Regions from separate parts of the Oryctolagus cuniculus genome. Here region 1 is linked to region 2. A link is a contact called in public Micro-C data. All regions are on one chromosome and are shown on one strand. Each heading gives the region's core, a stretch centred on a gene start, on an enhancer-like site or on the middle of the called end of the contact. The rest is flanking DNA. Distances are from core to core; before and after follow the strand shown.

Evidence for each region. Hi-C and Micro-C count contacts between places; a contact is called where the count stands out from the background.
Region 1: a contact with region 2 is called in a Micro-C map of ear pinna, with 4 times the contacts expected there. The contact joins the promoter of POC1B here to the enhancer-like site in region 2. A contact is called at or near these places in 3 of 6 Hi-C or Micro-C datasets (ear pinna, liver and an unstated tissue).

Annotation. Positions count from the first base shown.
Region 1 is chr11:92,179,140-92,186,780 of mOryCun1.1, reverse strand. It overlaps POC1B (POC1 centriolar protein B), which reads left to right and starts at 6,121. Exons shown (of 12, transcript XM_017342011.3): 1 at 6,121-6,439; 2 at 7,118-7,202. The coding sequence starts at 6,425. It overlaps GALNT4 (polypeptide N-acetylgalactosaminyltransferase 4), which reads left to right and starts at 7,483. Exons shown (of 1, transcript XM_008256873.4): 1 at 7,483-7,641. It also overlaps the pseudogene LOC138844406.
Region 2 is chr11:92,135,392-92,142,949 of mOryCun1.1, reverse strand. The region is part of intron 4 of POC1B (POC1 centriolar protein B); the gene reads left to right. Among named protein-coding and RNA genes, the nearest start is that of GALNT4, 40 kb to the left of the region's middle. Within about 2 kb of position 4,864, at least 1 of the 8 cell types and tissues checked has an H3K27ac peak or open chromatin away from gene starts, as enhancers often do.

The sequences.
Region 1 (7,641 bases), core at 4,872-7,371, 43 kb before region 2:
AATGCAGCAGCATAAGACAGAGTGAGTGGGACTCTAAGTAGCATCCTGTGGGGACCCAAAGGAAGCAGTAATGTTATGTTTTTATAGGAGGGTAGGCTCAGGAAAAAGATGATTTCACATAAATATATTTTAATGTAAATATGTTTTCCCAGGTTTCTCTGTGTGGAAGTTGGAAGAAGAGAGGAGCACAGGCATTCATGGCTAGGGGAAGAGTTGAGGCAGAACCTCCAAAGTGTGGGTGTGCATAGTTGACTGAGATAGCGTGAGGACTGGCCCAGGGGAGCTGGGTGGTTGACATGAGATAGGGTTTGGTTTGAGGCATTTTGAAGTGCGCTTAAAGTGCACCTTAAAGAAGGTTTGTGGTATATGCTGGGTGGCTGCTGTATATTGGTGCATCTTATAGTAACCTAGAAAGCTGCTGAAAATAGGCAGATTTCTAGTATCCACACAGGATCTCAATCAGAACCTCTGGGGTGGGTCTGAAAATCTGTATGGTTAATAAGTCCCTTCTGGTTCTTAGGTGTTTATTGGCAGCGCACAGGGTGAACAGGTGGCAGGAGAGGCCCAAAGTCAGACAGGAAGGTAGGTGTAACTGAAATACTGTAGAAGGTGTATGAAGAGGGCGGCAGAGAGGCGGGAGCCACGAGGACAGACGAGGGGATGATAAAATACCCTATGAAGACACAGTTCATGGGATTTGAGAACTAAATGTTGACAGAAATGGGTCATTTGGTCTTTAAAAATGTGCTAATGCTTTAGTGACCTAAATTGGTCTGGTATTTTCCTGTTCATTTACTCCTGCACTTTGGAGCAGCTGAATGAGGGGTCTTCAGAAAGTTCATGGAAGTGGATATTGTAAAAACACTATGCACTTTTTCAAGTCTTATTTAATTAAAAACTAAAGGGGGTGAGAGAGAGGAGAGAGAGGAGAGAGAAAGAGAGAGAGAGAGAAATGAGTTAATCTTCCATCTGTTGGTTGACTTCTCAAATGTCCAAAACAGCTAGGCCTGGGCCAATCCAAAGTCAGGAGCATGGAACCCCACCTGGGTCTCCTACATGGGTGACAGGGACCCAGGTACTTAAAGTATCCCCTGTAGCCTCTCAAGGTGTGCTTTAGCAGGACGCTGGATGGAAAGCAAAGCCAGGACTTTAAACCAGGTACTTAGATATGGGATATGGGTGTCCCAAATTGCGACCTATAAAATGTGCTACAATGTCCACCCCTCAAATTTTTTGGAACTGAAATAAATGTATCATTTAATCCCATTTCCCCAGGAGCTCTTTGAAGTATCCGCATATCAAAAAGAATTCCTCCACCTGTATGGGAGCTGCCAAATACATTCAGTTCACATGCCATACAGTAATGTGAACACTAGGTGGCGCATTTGTGCTGCACCTGAATTTCTGATTTTGCAGGCAACCGCCAAAAAATGCCTTTTTTGTATTCAAGTGGATAAATTCAACTTCTGGCTTATTAGGAACCTGGAAAAGGAGAACTAATTAAAGACCAGTTTGCCTTTGCTAGTATTTGGTCATCAATGATACCTTGTAGGTTGTCAAACATTGATTTTGCTTGTGGCTTCCATCTGTGTGAACAATAAGCTTGCAATTTGAGGAGGTCCCTAATAATCAATGCAGCAAGCAAAACTATGTGGACTCAAGTAGGTTTGAACCTCTAAGCTTTGGTTGGTTGTAGAAGTGAGGAAAGGAGTGGGCATTTAGCATAGCCATTAAGGTGCCTCCTGGGACGCCTACATATATTCATATTGGAGGGCCTGGATTCATGTCCCAGCACCACCAATCCCAGTTCCAGATTCTTGTTAATGTGTACCCTGGGGCATGGTGGGTCAAGTAGTTTAATCCCTGCCGCCACAGGAAAGACCTGGATTGAGTTCCAGGGTCCTGGTTTTGGACTTGGCCCAGCCTTGGCTTTGGTGGAATCAAGTAGGATGATCTCTCTCTCTTTCTCTATCTCTGCATTTCAATTAAATAAATAAATTTTTCTAAAAATTTTTTAAAGGTGAAGGAAAAGGAAAGAACAAAATTAAATTATGAAAAAGATCAATGGAAGGGGAAATTGGGGTAAGAATTGAAGACTGTGGAATAGGAACAAAGAAGGTCCTACTTTTTAAATTTTTGTAAAACTATTACAACTTTGGCTAGTATACAATATTTTGAATATTTACAATGTGTTTGCCATCTTGCAAAAAAAACTTCATGACTTATGATTAGCAGCAAATTCTAGAGACAGACTGCTGGCTGTCTGAACAGCTCACTCTGGTACTTTTCAGCTGTGTGCCATAGGCAAGTCTCTGCACATCAATTTTCCTTTCTAAAAACATGATTTATTTATTTTTATTTATTTGAAAGGCAGAGTGAAAGAGAGAGGAAGAAACAGAAATCCTGAATCTGCTGGTTCACTCACCAGATAATCACAACAGCCAGGAACCAGGAATTCTATCGGGGTCTCCCACGTGGATGGCAGGGGCCTGCAGACTTGGGCCATCATCTGCTGCTTTCCCAGGCACATTAGCAGGGAGCTGGATCAGGAGGGGAGCAATGGGGGCTCAAATTGGCACTTGGGATGCTGGAGTCACAGGCAGTGGTTTAACTTTCTGTGCCACAGTATGTGGCCCTGCACACGAATTTTCTCATGTGTAAAGTGGAAATGGTAATAGTATCTCTCTAATAAGAGTATTATGAGGATTAAATGTCAAGATCTGTAGGACACCTAGAAGAATGCCCTGCATGTAGTGAGCACAGCACAGGCAGATGACAGGTTTTTTTTGAGCTGAGCTGTAGGTGATGGAAAAATAGGTAATTTTATTTATTTGAAAGACAGACCTACAGAGAGGCAGAGAGAGAGGGAGGTCCTCCATCTGATGGTTCACTTTCCATATGGTCACAATGGCTGGAGCTGCACCAATCCGAAGCCAGGAGCCAGGGGCTTCTTCCGGGTCTCCATGTGGGTGCAGGGGCCCAAGGACTTGGGCCATCTTCTACTGCTTTCCCGGGCCATAGCAGAGAGCTGGATTGGAAGTGGAGTAGCAGGGACTTAAACTGGTGCCCATATGGGATGCCAGCACTGCAGGCAGTGGCTTTACCCGTTACGCCACAGCGCTGGCCCCAAAATCATGTTTTTGTTTTTGTTTTTGTTTTTTACAGGCAGAGTGGACAGTGAGAGAGAGAGACAGAGAGAAAAGTCTTCCTTTTGCCGTTGGTTCACCCTCCAACCGCGCTGATCCGATGGCAGGAGCCAGGTACTTCTCCTGGTCTCCCATGCGGGTGCAGGGCCCAAGTACTTGGGCCATCCTTCACTGCCTTCCTGGGCCACAGCAGAGAGATGGCCTGGAAGAGGGGCAACCAGGACAGAATCCTGCACCCTGACCGGGACTAGAACCCGGTGTGCTGGCGCCGCAAGGCGGAGGATTAGCCTAGTGAGCCGCGGTGCTGGCAAAATCATGTATTTTTGATAACTGGAATTTAAAAAAACATTTTCTAAAGAACTTAGAGAAATCATTATGTTCTTAGAATTGTTTCTACAAATCACATTGACTATTAAAAACTAATTTAAATTAAAATTTTAAAGAAATTTTAAACTGAGAAAAATCTTAAATTATTCTTTTGAGCTAGTTTCTTTTTGTTCAAAGATTTATTTATTTATTTGAAAGGTAGAGTTACAGAGAGAAAAAGAAGGAGAGACAAAGAGAGAGAGTTTCCATCCACTGGTTCACTCCCCCAAATGGCTACAATGGGCTGGGTCAGGCCGAAGCCAGGAGCCTCATCCAGGTCTCCCATGTGAGTGCAGGGGCCCAAGCAGTTGGACCATCTGCCACTGCTTTCCCAGGCCAGTAGCAGGGAGCTGGCTGGGAAGCAGTGTAGCCAGGACCCAACCGCTGCCCATATGGGATGCCAGCATTGCAGGCACCAGCTTAACCTGCTACACAGTGCCAGTCCCTTGAGCAAGTTTCTCTCTTTTCTTTCCTTCCTCCCTTCCTATCTTTTGATTTTATTTGTTTTTATTTGAGCTACAGTCAGAGGGAGAGACAGAAAGAAAGGTCCTCCATCTGCTGATTCACTCCCCAAATGGCCACAGGAGCTTCTGCCAGGTCTCCCACATGGGTGCAGGGGCCCAGCACCGCAGGCGGATGCCTAGCCCACTACGCCACAGCACCAGCCCCCCTTGAACTAGTTTCTAAGTGTCCAACTTTTTCTTCCTTTTTTTAGTTAACCTGCTATGTCCAATATCAGACATATCATGGCTAAAAGAGATCTGAGGTCTTGATTACTCCTAAGATTCTAGTACTATTTTTTTTTTTTTGAGTAAAATACACATAACATTGAACATTCCATTTTCACCATTTTTAAGGCTAGAATTCACCGGCGTTGAGCACATTCACAGTGCCGTGCAACCATCACCACTATTTTCAGAACTTCATCCCCAGCAGAAACTCTGCACCCCTCATCAGTCAGTAACTCCCCATTCTCCCTTAGCCGCAGCTCCTTTCTGTCTCTGTACATCCACCCATTCTAGGTACTTTAAAGAAGTAAAGTCATCAACCATAATGTATTCCCTTGGCATAATGTCTTCAAGGGTCATCTATGTTGCAGCATGCATCAGAATTTCATTATTTTAGTGGCTGAATAATATCTCATTGAATGTAGTTATCATATTTTATCTATTCCTTTGTTGAATACTTGGGCTGTTTTCACTTTGGGGCTGTTACTAATGTAATACAAACATCTGAGTCCTTGCTTTCAGTATTTGTGGGCTATACCTAGCTGTAGACTTGCTGGAGCCACAGTGCACCATTTTACATTCCTACCAGCATCCAGTATTATGCTTAAGCATGCCAGGATTGTGTGTGTGTGTTTAATCAAACTTAGACTGGGAATAAGGAGCAAAACTTGGAGTCTTGCCAGAGTTTGTTGACAAATTGCTGGCATCAACACTGTTAAATATATCACCCCCTGGACTACAGCAATGTTTCTCAATGTACACAGCTGAGACTCCCATAGCAATCGTGTACGGAGCTTGTTAATCCGTAGAACCGTGGATCCCACCCTATTTACGAGCATGTTGCTTCAGCATCTCTGCGAATTGAGCCGCTAAATCAACATTACACATGCTAAAATATTAGCCATATCAATCTAGATGGTTGAGTCCTTGAAGGCAGGAAAAACATTTCAATCATCTTTATATCCCTCAGGGCCAAACATACAGGAGAAATTCAACAATCATATACTTGAATTAAAGTAACACTGCAATCTAAAGCTATTTCTTACCCGTTAAATTGTTATCTGCAGAACTTATTAAAGCTAAATGCAATCTCTAGACAACTAGAGAACCTGTAATTAAGGTGGTAGTATACCTCTCATTTACATAGAACGTGTATCTTACCAGCTGTGGCCTATCCCATTTTACATTGCCAAGAAACTTTATTGTGTATGTAATTTCAGGATTAAAAAAAAAAAAAACAAGATATTTTTAGAATTGAAAAAGCGGTCTCTGCATGACTTCTAAGATCAGGATCTAAGAATCAAGTTTATCATTTGGGAACATTATAACTCTTCCAACTTCTACAGTGTTACTGAACCAGAAATGATACTATGTGCATTGAAACCCTGTTGTATAAATAGTTACAGTTACCATTTGAGCTAATACGTTAAAACATGTTTCCAAGTCTTCCTAAAGATTTTAAATGCGCTGCTGGTAAATGCATTCCTGGAAAGCATACGCAAAGAAGCAGATAAAGAAACATACAGCCCAAAAGGTTAAGGAGATGCGGTTTATTCGTCCATTCATCTCCAGTGTGCAGCATTATTATCATGCGGGGCACTGTTTGGTAAAGAGATTAAACAAATTCAAATCTGTCCTCCAGGATTTTAGTTCCTTTGAATGTATTGAGAAGTAGCCAGCTGTTCCTCTTCACATCAAAACTCCACCGCCCTACGCCACGCCCCCTCTCCCGTGATAAATTACCGGGGACAAACTTGAAACCAACGAGCGCTGGCTCTTTAACATGTAATAGAACTCCGATTGCATCGATCACAGGCCTACAATGCCCTCGCTCCCCACTTCCTTCTCTTTCCAGGCGTCAAACCGAAAGGGAACGCCAGCATTAGTAAACAGTGGCTTAGGTGTACCGTCGCACTTGGCCCCGGAGCGTCCCGCGCAGTCGCTGGCAGCGACCCCTCCGCCCCCGACCCCCGCTCCGGCCTCGGAGTCTCGAGGCTCGGCTGGCCATGCCTGGAGCGCGGGGTTTGACTGGGCCGCCGTTGTTGTAGTGACCGGGAGGTGCTGCCGCTCCGAGCAGACGGTTCCGGGCGCCTCGCGGTTCCCCTTTTCACCCTCTCCCCTTCCCTCCTCCCTCCCGCCCCCGTTTCCCCCCGCCCGCAGGAGCCCGGCGCCCACCGTTCCCCCATGGCCTCCTCCCCGGTAAGGACGGGCTGTGGGGGGCCCTGGCCGGGGCTGGTCCCGCGGGTTGGGGGGCCGGGGCAGGGTCGCGGCGGCACCTGGAGGAGATGGAAGCAGGTGTCGGCAGCGGGGTCCTGAGGTGCTGCCCCCCGCCCCTGGCCTGGGGGGCGTCCGCCTCTCCCACTGTGAACCGGGCGGCCGGAGCGCCAAGCCCGTGTCGGGCTCCGCGACGCTCCTCTGCGCGTCCCAGAACTCGAGAAGGAGCGTAAGCGACCCCATGACCCCCAGAATTCTCTGAGGGGCTCCGTGGAGCGCCTGCGTCAGAATCACCTGGGACTTTTTTTTTTTTTTTTTTTTTTTTTTTTTTTTTTTAAGAAAAGTGCAAAAGCCCGGGCGCCTCCTTGCACCTGCGGACTGGAGCCGCGGCGCCTGGGAACGTGCATTTCAGATGAGCCCAACCCCACCTCAGGTCGTCCCTTAGAGGCGCCTGCTTCTGGGAAGCGGGATTGCACGATTTTCCCGGCGCTGCGGGACGAGCTGGCGCCCGGCGTCTCCCCGCGGGGCGCTGCTGCCGCCCCGCAACCCCAAGCCCGCGATGGGGGCAGGTTCCTGGCGTTGCGGCTGTGTGGACCGTCGACCCCCAGCCGCTGCACGCGGGGTCCACATCTGGTTTGAACCGTCGACAACTTTCCTTCGCAGGAGGACCCCGTTCTGGAGCGTTACTTTAAAGGCCACAAAGCGGCGATCACCTCCGTGGGCTTCAGCCCTAACGGCAAACAACTTGGTAGGTGTCACTGTTTTTATCTTGTGTAAGGAGACAGAAGCTCAGGTGGCCGGAGACCTTTCCTCCTGTCCCGGGCTCCCACGAGAGCCTCGGAGGTCCTCATCGGGGTGGGGGGTGGAGGGCGGCGGTGCCCGGCCGGGCCACCCGGCCCCCGGCCCCCGGCCCCGGCCCCGACCCAGACCCAGAGCCGCCCACCGGCGCGGGCTTGGCGGGCGCCTTTCGCCAAGTAACCGCCAGGAGGAGTGAGTAGGAAGGGGAGGGGTTTGTCCTCGGCCCGCGGAGGGTGGGGTGTTGGCTGGAGAGTTTGTGAAAAGTTCTGCGAAGAGCAGCAGGAAGTGGGCAGAGCGCGTCCGAGGGGGATCTCAGGTGCCCTCCGGGGAGCCCGAGGGGCTGTGAGGAGCTGCCGAAGAGCCGAGCGCCTGCCTGAAGGCAGGGACCT
Region 2 (7,558 bases), core at 3,615-6,114:
CATGTTTCCACTGAGTATCATTTCTTCAGCTTTAAACACTTCACTTACCATTTCCTGTAATGCAGTCTCCTGGTGATGACGTCTGTCAGCTTTCTGTTTAGCCCTCACATGGATGTTTTTGCTGAGATGTATAATTTTAGGTTGGAAGATGTCATGTGCTAAATGGGTATTTGGCATGGTGGCTAAGATGCTTGTTGGCTTGCCCACACTGGAATGCCTAGGTTTGAGCGCTGGTTCCTCCACATCCTGTCTAGCTTCTTGCTTATTATGCACAACCTGGTGGTAGCAGCAGGTGATGGCTGAAGTACTTGGATCCCTGCCACCTATATAGGACACCTAGATTGAGTTCCTGGCCTTTGCTATTACAGGGATTTGGGGAATGAACTGGCAAATAAAATAGAAATCTTGATCACACCCTTTCTCTGCCTTAAACATAAAAAAATGAAAACAAGTAAATAAAAATGAAAGATGTCTTTTGCTATAGTCTGTGTATTAGTGGTTTTTTTTTTTTTTTTTTTAAAGACAGAGTTAGAGGTGTAGAGTCAAAAGGAGAGAAAAAGGGCTTCCATCTGCTGGTTCACTCCCCAATTGGCTGCAACAGCTGTAGCTGAGCCGATCAGAAGCCAGGAGCCAGGAGCTTCTGCTGGGTCTCTCACACAGGTGCAGGGGCCCAAACACTTGGGCCATCCTCTGCTGTTTTCCCAGGGCATAGCAGAGAGCTGGATTGGAAGTATAGCAGCCTGGATTCAAACTGGTGCGCATATGGGATGCTGGCACTACAAGCAGGGGCTTTAACCTGCTGTGCCACAGCACCAGCCTCTGTGTATTTCTGTTCGTAGAGGCAGAACCAATAGGTTATATGTAAAGATATTTAAGAGGGAATTTATTGACAAATTGACTCATATGGTTGTAGCAGCTGTGAAGTCTCATTACAAGTTATCTATTGGCTGGAGACCTGGAATGCTAGTAGCATGGCTCAGTTCAAGTTGAAAGACCTCAGAACCTCAGTTTAAGTCTGAAAGCATCTCTCTTATGCTCCTCAAAATTCTGTCCTTTTTGCAGCTCTGATTTTTTTTTTTTTTTAGATTTATTTATTTGTTTGAAAGAGTTACAGAAAGAGAGAGAAAGACAGAGAGATCTTTTACCTGCTGGTTCACTCTCCTTATGGTTTCAATAGCCAGGGCTGGGCCAGGCCGAAGCCAGGATCCAGGAGCTTCTTCCAGGTCTCCTCTGTGGGTGGCAGTAGCCCAAACACTTAGGTCATGTTCCACTGCTTTTCCCAGGCCAGTAGCAGCGATCTGGATCAGAAGTGGAGCAGCCAGTACTCAAACTGGCACTCAAATGGGATTCTGGCACTGCAGGCAACAGCTTTACCAGCTATGCCATAATGCTGGTCCCTGCAGCTCTGAATTTTGACTTTATTTCCTCTGCCCAGTGAGCCTATTCACTGTGTCTTGGGTGATCTACATCTTTATACCAAGGTTTGTAGAATGCTCCCAAGGAGAGAACTGAGATGGATTTTATGATTATCTCACATTCTAATTTTAGATATAATAAATATATACAACTAGCCAGGAGAAAAGTAACTAGGAAAAAAAAGTAGAACAAACTTTCCACCCAGTTCTCAATACATAGTATAAAACTATAGCAATTAAAATATTGTGATAATGATGCAACATTAAGGAGATAGTTCATAGAAAGGCCTGAGCAGAGTCATGCTTATATGGGAAGTTGTTTTGTGATAAAGGTGGCATTTTCAATTAGTGGGGAAGTACATGGACTATTTAATATGTAGGTAAGATAACTAGATGTATATTTAGAAAAATACAGTTTGAATGTTTATTTCACAGTATACATTTTTAAAATTGTAGGTGAATTGGCCGGCGCCGCAACTCAATAGGCTAATCCTCCACCTAGTGGCGCTGGCACACCGGGTTCAGGTCCCAGTCGGGGCGCCGGATTCTTTCCCGATTGCCCCTCTTCCAGGCCAGCTCTCTGCTGTGGCCCAGGAGGGCAGTGGAGGATGGCCCAAGTGCTTGGGCCCTGCACCCCATGGGAGACCAGGATAAGTACCTGGCTCCTGCCATCGGATCAGTGTGGTGCGCCGGCCACAGTGTGCCGGCCGCAGCGGCCATTGGAGGGTGAACCAATGGCAAAAGGAAGACCTTTCTCTCTGTCTCTCTCTCACTATCCACTCTGCCTGTCAAAAAAAAAAATTGTAGGTGAATTAAGCAGCAGCTAAATATTAAAAATAATACAAGTGATACTACTTTTTCTCCTAATGCATGGGCAGTGTATTCAAATGAATAAGTAGAGGATAAGTAGAGCACTTGTTTGTCCTTTTAGAATTTTATTTTTATTTGCAAGGGCCTATGTGGTTTTATACTTATATTTACTTATTTATGTGAAAGAGTTACACAGAGAGAGAAGGAGAGGCAGAGGTCTTCCATCTGGCTGGATTACTCCCCTAAATGGCCACAATGGCCAGAGCTGTACCGATCTGAAGCCAGTAGTCAAGAGCTTCTTCCGGGTCTCCCATGTGGGTGCAGGGGCCCAAGCAATTGGGCCATCTTCTGCTGTTTTCCCAGGCCATAGCAGAGGGCTAAATCAGAAGTGGAGCAGCTGGAACTCGAATTGGCGCCCATTTGGGATACCAGCACTGTAGGCAGCAGCTTTATGCTCTATGCCACAGTGCCGGCCCCAAGTATTTGAATTTTAAATGTATACCATGGACCTAAGTAATTAAAATTCAGTGTTTGTCTTTGTGTCCAGAACATATTATGGGCTTGTTCTTGGAGCCCAAACTTACTAGATGTGGCATAGGGATGGGATGGTGCCCATAGTGTAAGAGGAGATGAATAGCTGACTTCTCCAGACAAAGCATTGTTCACCACCAGGCATCTTAACTTACAGAAATATTTTTAGGATATGCCATCTATTGAGAAATATACTCCTGATTTCTTAAAGCAGATTTTTAAGATGTATTTATTTATTTATTTTATTTGAGAGGTAGAGTTACAAGAAGAGAAAAAGAGAGAACCAGAGAAAGGCCCATCTGCTGCTTCACTTCCCCAAATGGCCACAATGGCGGGAGCTGGGTTGATTTGAAGCCAGAAGCCAAGAGCTTCTGGGGTCTCCCACATGGGTGCAGGGGCTCAAGCGCTTGGGCCATCTTCTTCTGCTTTCCCAGGCCTTAGCAGAGAGCTGGATCAGAAGAGGAGTAGCTGGCACTTAAACCAGTGTCCATACAGGATGCCATCACTGTACACCACAGTCCCAGCCTCTACTCCTGATTCTAAGATACAAACTTGTGGGGTCGGCACTATGGTGTAGCAGGTTAAGCCTCCACATGCAGTGTCAGCATCCTGTATGGGCGCTAGTTCGAGTCCTGGATGCTCCACTTCCAATCCAGCTCTTTGCTATGCCCTGAGAAAGTAGAAGATGGCCCAAGTCCTTGGGCCCCTGCACCTGCATGGGAGACCCAGAAGAAGCTCCTGGCTTCTGGCTTCAGATTAGTGTGGCTCTGGCCAGTGAGGCCAATTAGGGATTGAACCAACAGATGGCAGACCTCGCTCTGTCTGCTTCTCCTCTCTCTATGTAACTCTTCTGAATTAATAAATAAAAAATACAAACTTGTGTCATCTTTGTAGAAATCAGTTTGCAAAATATATCTAGTCTTTGCTTCAGTGATTCCATAACTTGAAATTTATTCTAAACAATATAATTTTGGGTAAAGCTTTATATTCAGAGGTATTGCTTTCAGCATAATTTATAAGGATAATAAATTAGATTAGGGCTGGCACTGTGGCACAGCGGGTTAAAGCTATGGCTTGCAGTGTCAGCATCCCACTTTGGCACTGGTTGAAGTCCCAGCTGCTTCACTTCCGATCCAGCTCTCTGCTATGGCCTGAGAAAGCAGTAGAAGATGGCCTGAGTCCTTGGGCCCCTGCACCCACATGGGAGACCCGGAAGCAGCTCCTGGCTTTGGGTAGACTCAGCTCCGGCCATTGCAGCCATTTGGGGAGTGAACCAGTGGATGGAAGACCTCTCTCCATCTCTGTCTCTACCTCTCTCTGTAACTCTGCCTTTCAAATAAATGAAATAAATCTTTAAAAAAATTAGTAATAACCAATTTTTTTCAAAATAAAAAAAGTGATTAAGTAAATAGCTTATGTAGCCATTAAAAGAGGAATATAATGTAAGTTATGGTATGAAAAATATGTTTACAGGGATAAAATTCAGAACTCATGGTTTTAATATAAAGGACCAGTGCATTAACAAAAGATAAGGTACACAGAAATTTAGGTGTTAATTGTGTTTGAGTGTTGGGATTCTGGACTTTTAAAATTTTCAGTATTACCCAATTTTTAAAGTAATTTTTTTCTCTAATGACTGCTAAAGAAAACATTGAAAAATATATGTAGGTAAGAAATATCTCTTTATAGTTGTGAAAGAATTTTTCTAAAACATAAGGTTATTATAGCTCTATACTTCAAATAATAAATACTATAGGATAACTTGTTTTAAGAGGCCGTCAGCCCAAAATAAGTAGAGGTTAATACAGATAACTTTTCAAACAGTGTTGCTTTTCTAGCATTCATTGAGGGGGAACAATTTGCTTTTAACTTTAACAATTTGTTAGAAGTGTTATGAATGAACTTTTCACTGTTTGAATTGCAAAGATTTTTTCTTGTGGAAATGGATAATAGATGTTCTTGACATACGATGGGATTGCATCCTGATCAGCCCATCATAAGATGAATAGATTGTAAGTAAGACATGCACTGAATACCCCTAATTCACTGAACATCTGGCCCAGTAACACAGCACAGTGTAGAGTATCACTTGTTCACTCGTAATTGCAGTGCTGAGTGGGAGCTGAGGCTCACTGCCAACATCGAGACAGCACATCGTGGTGCCTTTCACTAGCCCAGGGAAAGACCAGAATTCAAAATCCAAAGTATTAAATGCTTATTCCTTTCACACTATTGTAAAGTTGAAAAATTTTTAAGTCAAGGGCCATCTGTATCGCATAAAATTTATCATTATAACCATTATTGTGTGTGCAGTTCAATGGCATTAAGTACATTCACATTTTTGTGCAACAAATTTCAAAGATTTCAAAACATCAGCTTTCATTGGCTATAAATAATGGAAGTCAGTCTCAAGTCCCTTAAAAAGTATTTTTGTTTTTGTTTTTAAAATTCCATTAATAATTACTAAGGCTTTCTCAGTGCCAGGCACTGTGTCTGGGCAGACAACAGTGACAGAGAGAGAGAGAGTTCTCTGTTCTTGGAGCTTACATTCTGTTAGGGAAGCAAACATGGAAAACTCAGCTGCATGTGTGATGTCCCTGTGGCTGTGGGCTGCTCTGAAGACATCCTGGGGAGCAAACATTGAGGAAGACTATTCCTAAGGGTGTGACATTGAAACAGAACTTTTGAAGATCATGCAAAATCCTTTGATGTATTTTGAACAAAGAGGAGCAAGCAGGTTTTGAGGAACAGGGAGCAGCGTATTAGGAAAGGCCCAAGGTAAGTGCAAGAACCTAAGGGAAAATGATGTGATGCTGTGAAGAGTGAGACAGGTCCTGGAGACTTACGGAAAGCAGGGGTAAGGATGTCGACTTTTTCCCAAGGGAAAGGTGAAAGCACCAAAGGGTTTTAAGCAGAAGAACTGATCCAGCCTGATGTAAGATTGAAAGATCACTTGATGATTGTAGAGAATGGAAGACGGCAGAGTTAGTGGTGCTTTGAGATGGTAGGATCTGGTAACAGGTTAGAATGTGGGGACTAAAAAATGAAGGGCAATCAGGAAGACTCCTGGGTTTCTAAGTTGAGAAACCATTTACTGGAAAAGGAGCAGTTTGGGGGGTGGGGGGAATGATGAGTCCAGATTTGGACAAGTTCTGAGTTGGAGGTGCCCATGGGACATCCCTGAGGAGACACCTAGTAGGCATTTACACTTTTGGGTAGACATCCCGGGAGATAAGTGTGGGCATATAGAAAGTAAATGACCTGACATGTAATTAATCTTTTTATTTTTTTCATCTGCTTTTCATCTCTCAGCATTTGCAAGAATGAATCTTGTTACCACAGTCAACAGATGGTTTCTCCTCTAATGCTGACCAACCCTTTAAAAAGCATAAATATTTATTTATTTATTTGAACTTCACTTTAAGTATGTAAAAAACAAAAGCAAAGCAAACTCTGGGACTGCCAGTTTTTTTAATGAATATATGAAAGTTTTAGATCTCAGTGTAACCCAAACTTCTCATTATACAAACAGAAACAGTGGCCAGTGGACCTGTGTGCTTGAGCTGGGCAGTGGAAGAATCAGCCCTAGAATTCTGGACTCTACTTCCCGGGCAGTCTTATTTCCATTACTTTTTACTGCTTTCTCTTGTATTGAAGAGCTGCTGACCTCAGCAAATCCCTTATGAATGATTTGGGTTTTGCAAGGCGTGGAGCTACGCCTATCCTGTTTGGTCTCAGGGTCCTGAGGACTGAAAATGTGTGCTTTATAGAATATTTATTTTAATGATAAGAAATATCCAAAGGGAAATTTGAAAGCACATTAAAACATTTCATGGCTTATGGGCCCTTTTGGTTTTCTGAACCAAAGGTCAGAATAACACTGCATATAGGCATAGCATTTTAGATAGTTTTAGAACTCCTGGGTTCCAGGTGAAAGATATAATCTGGGCTACTCTCAATGACCTGTAAACCAGTTTTTCTAGAAAGAAGTTAAAAAATTTCCTCATTCTCTTGATTGAGTACCAATACATTTTAAGGGATTCAATAATAGCTCAATTAACTTCCCAAATGCCTTACAGGCGGTCCCTGCCTGCCAACTCCATGAGTCACTATTGACTGAAATAAAGTCCATCTCTGACCTACTCTGGAAACTTTAAAAGGCGCTGGGTGGAACAGAGTTAGAGTCAGAAAGCTATTAATGTTTTAGTAGAATTTTTTTTAATCCTCTTAACACCCTTAAAATTAACAGGCCAGTTAGGTGTTATTTAAGCCCTGACAGTAAAGAGAAGACTAACCTTTCCTGATCAAAGGACAAAGAGAAGCTGGTGTTATTTGTGCTAAACTATTTTTCATGTATCTAATTAAATGTTAAGAGGGAGGAGGCAGGGTCCAGCGCTATGGTGCAATAGGATAATCCTCCGCCTGTGGCGCCGACATCCCATATGGGCAGCAATTCTAGTCACAGCTGCTCCATTTCCAATCCAGCTCTCTGCTATAGCCTGGGAAAGTAGTAGAAGATTGCCCAAGTCCTTGGGCCCCTGCACCCATGTGGGAGACCCAGAAGAAGCTCCAGCTCCTGGCTTCTGATCAGCTCAGCTACAGCTGTTGCAGCCAACTGGGAGTGAACCAGCAATGGAAGACCTTTTTCTCTGTCCTTCTCACTGTCTGTGACTCTTAAATAAATAAATAAAATCTTTAAAAAAAAAAAAAAAAAAAGGAGGAGGAGGGAAAAGCAATAGAAATGGCCATCCTCACTTTCAGGCCCTCTAGAGGCAAAAAACATGCAGTAGTTATCATGTAGT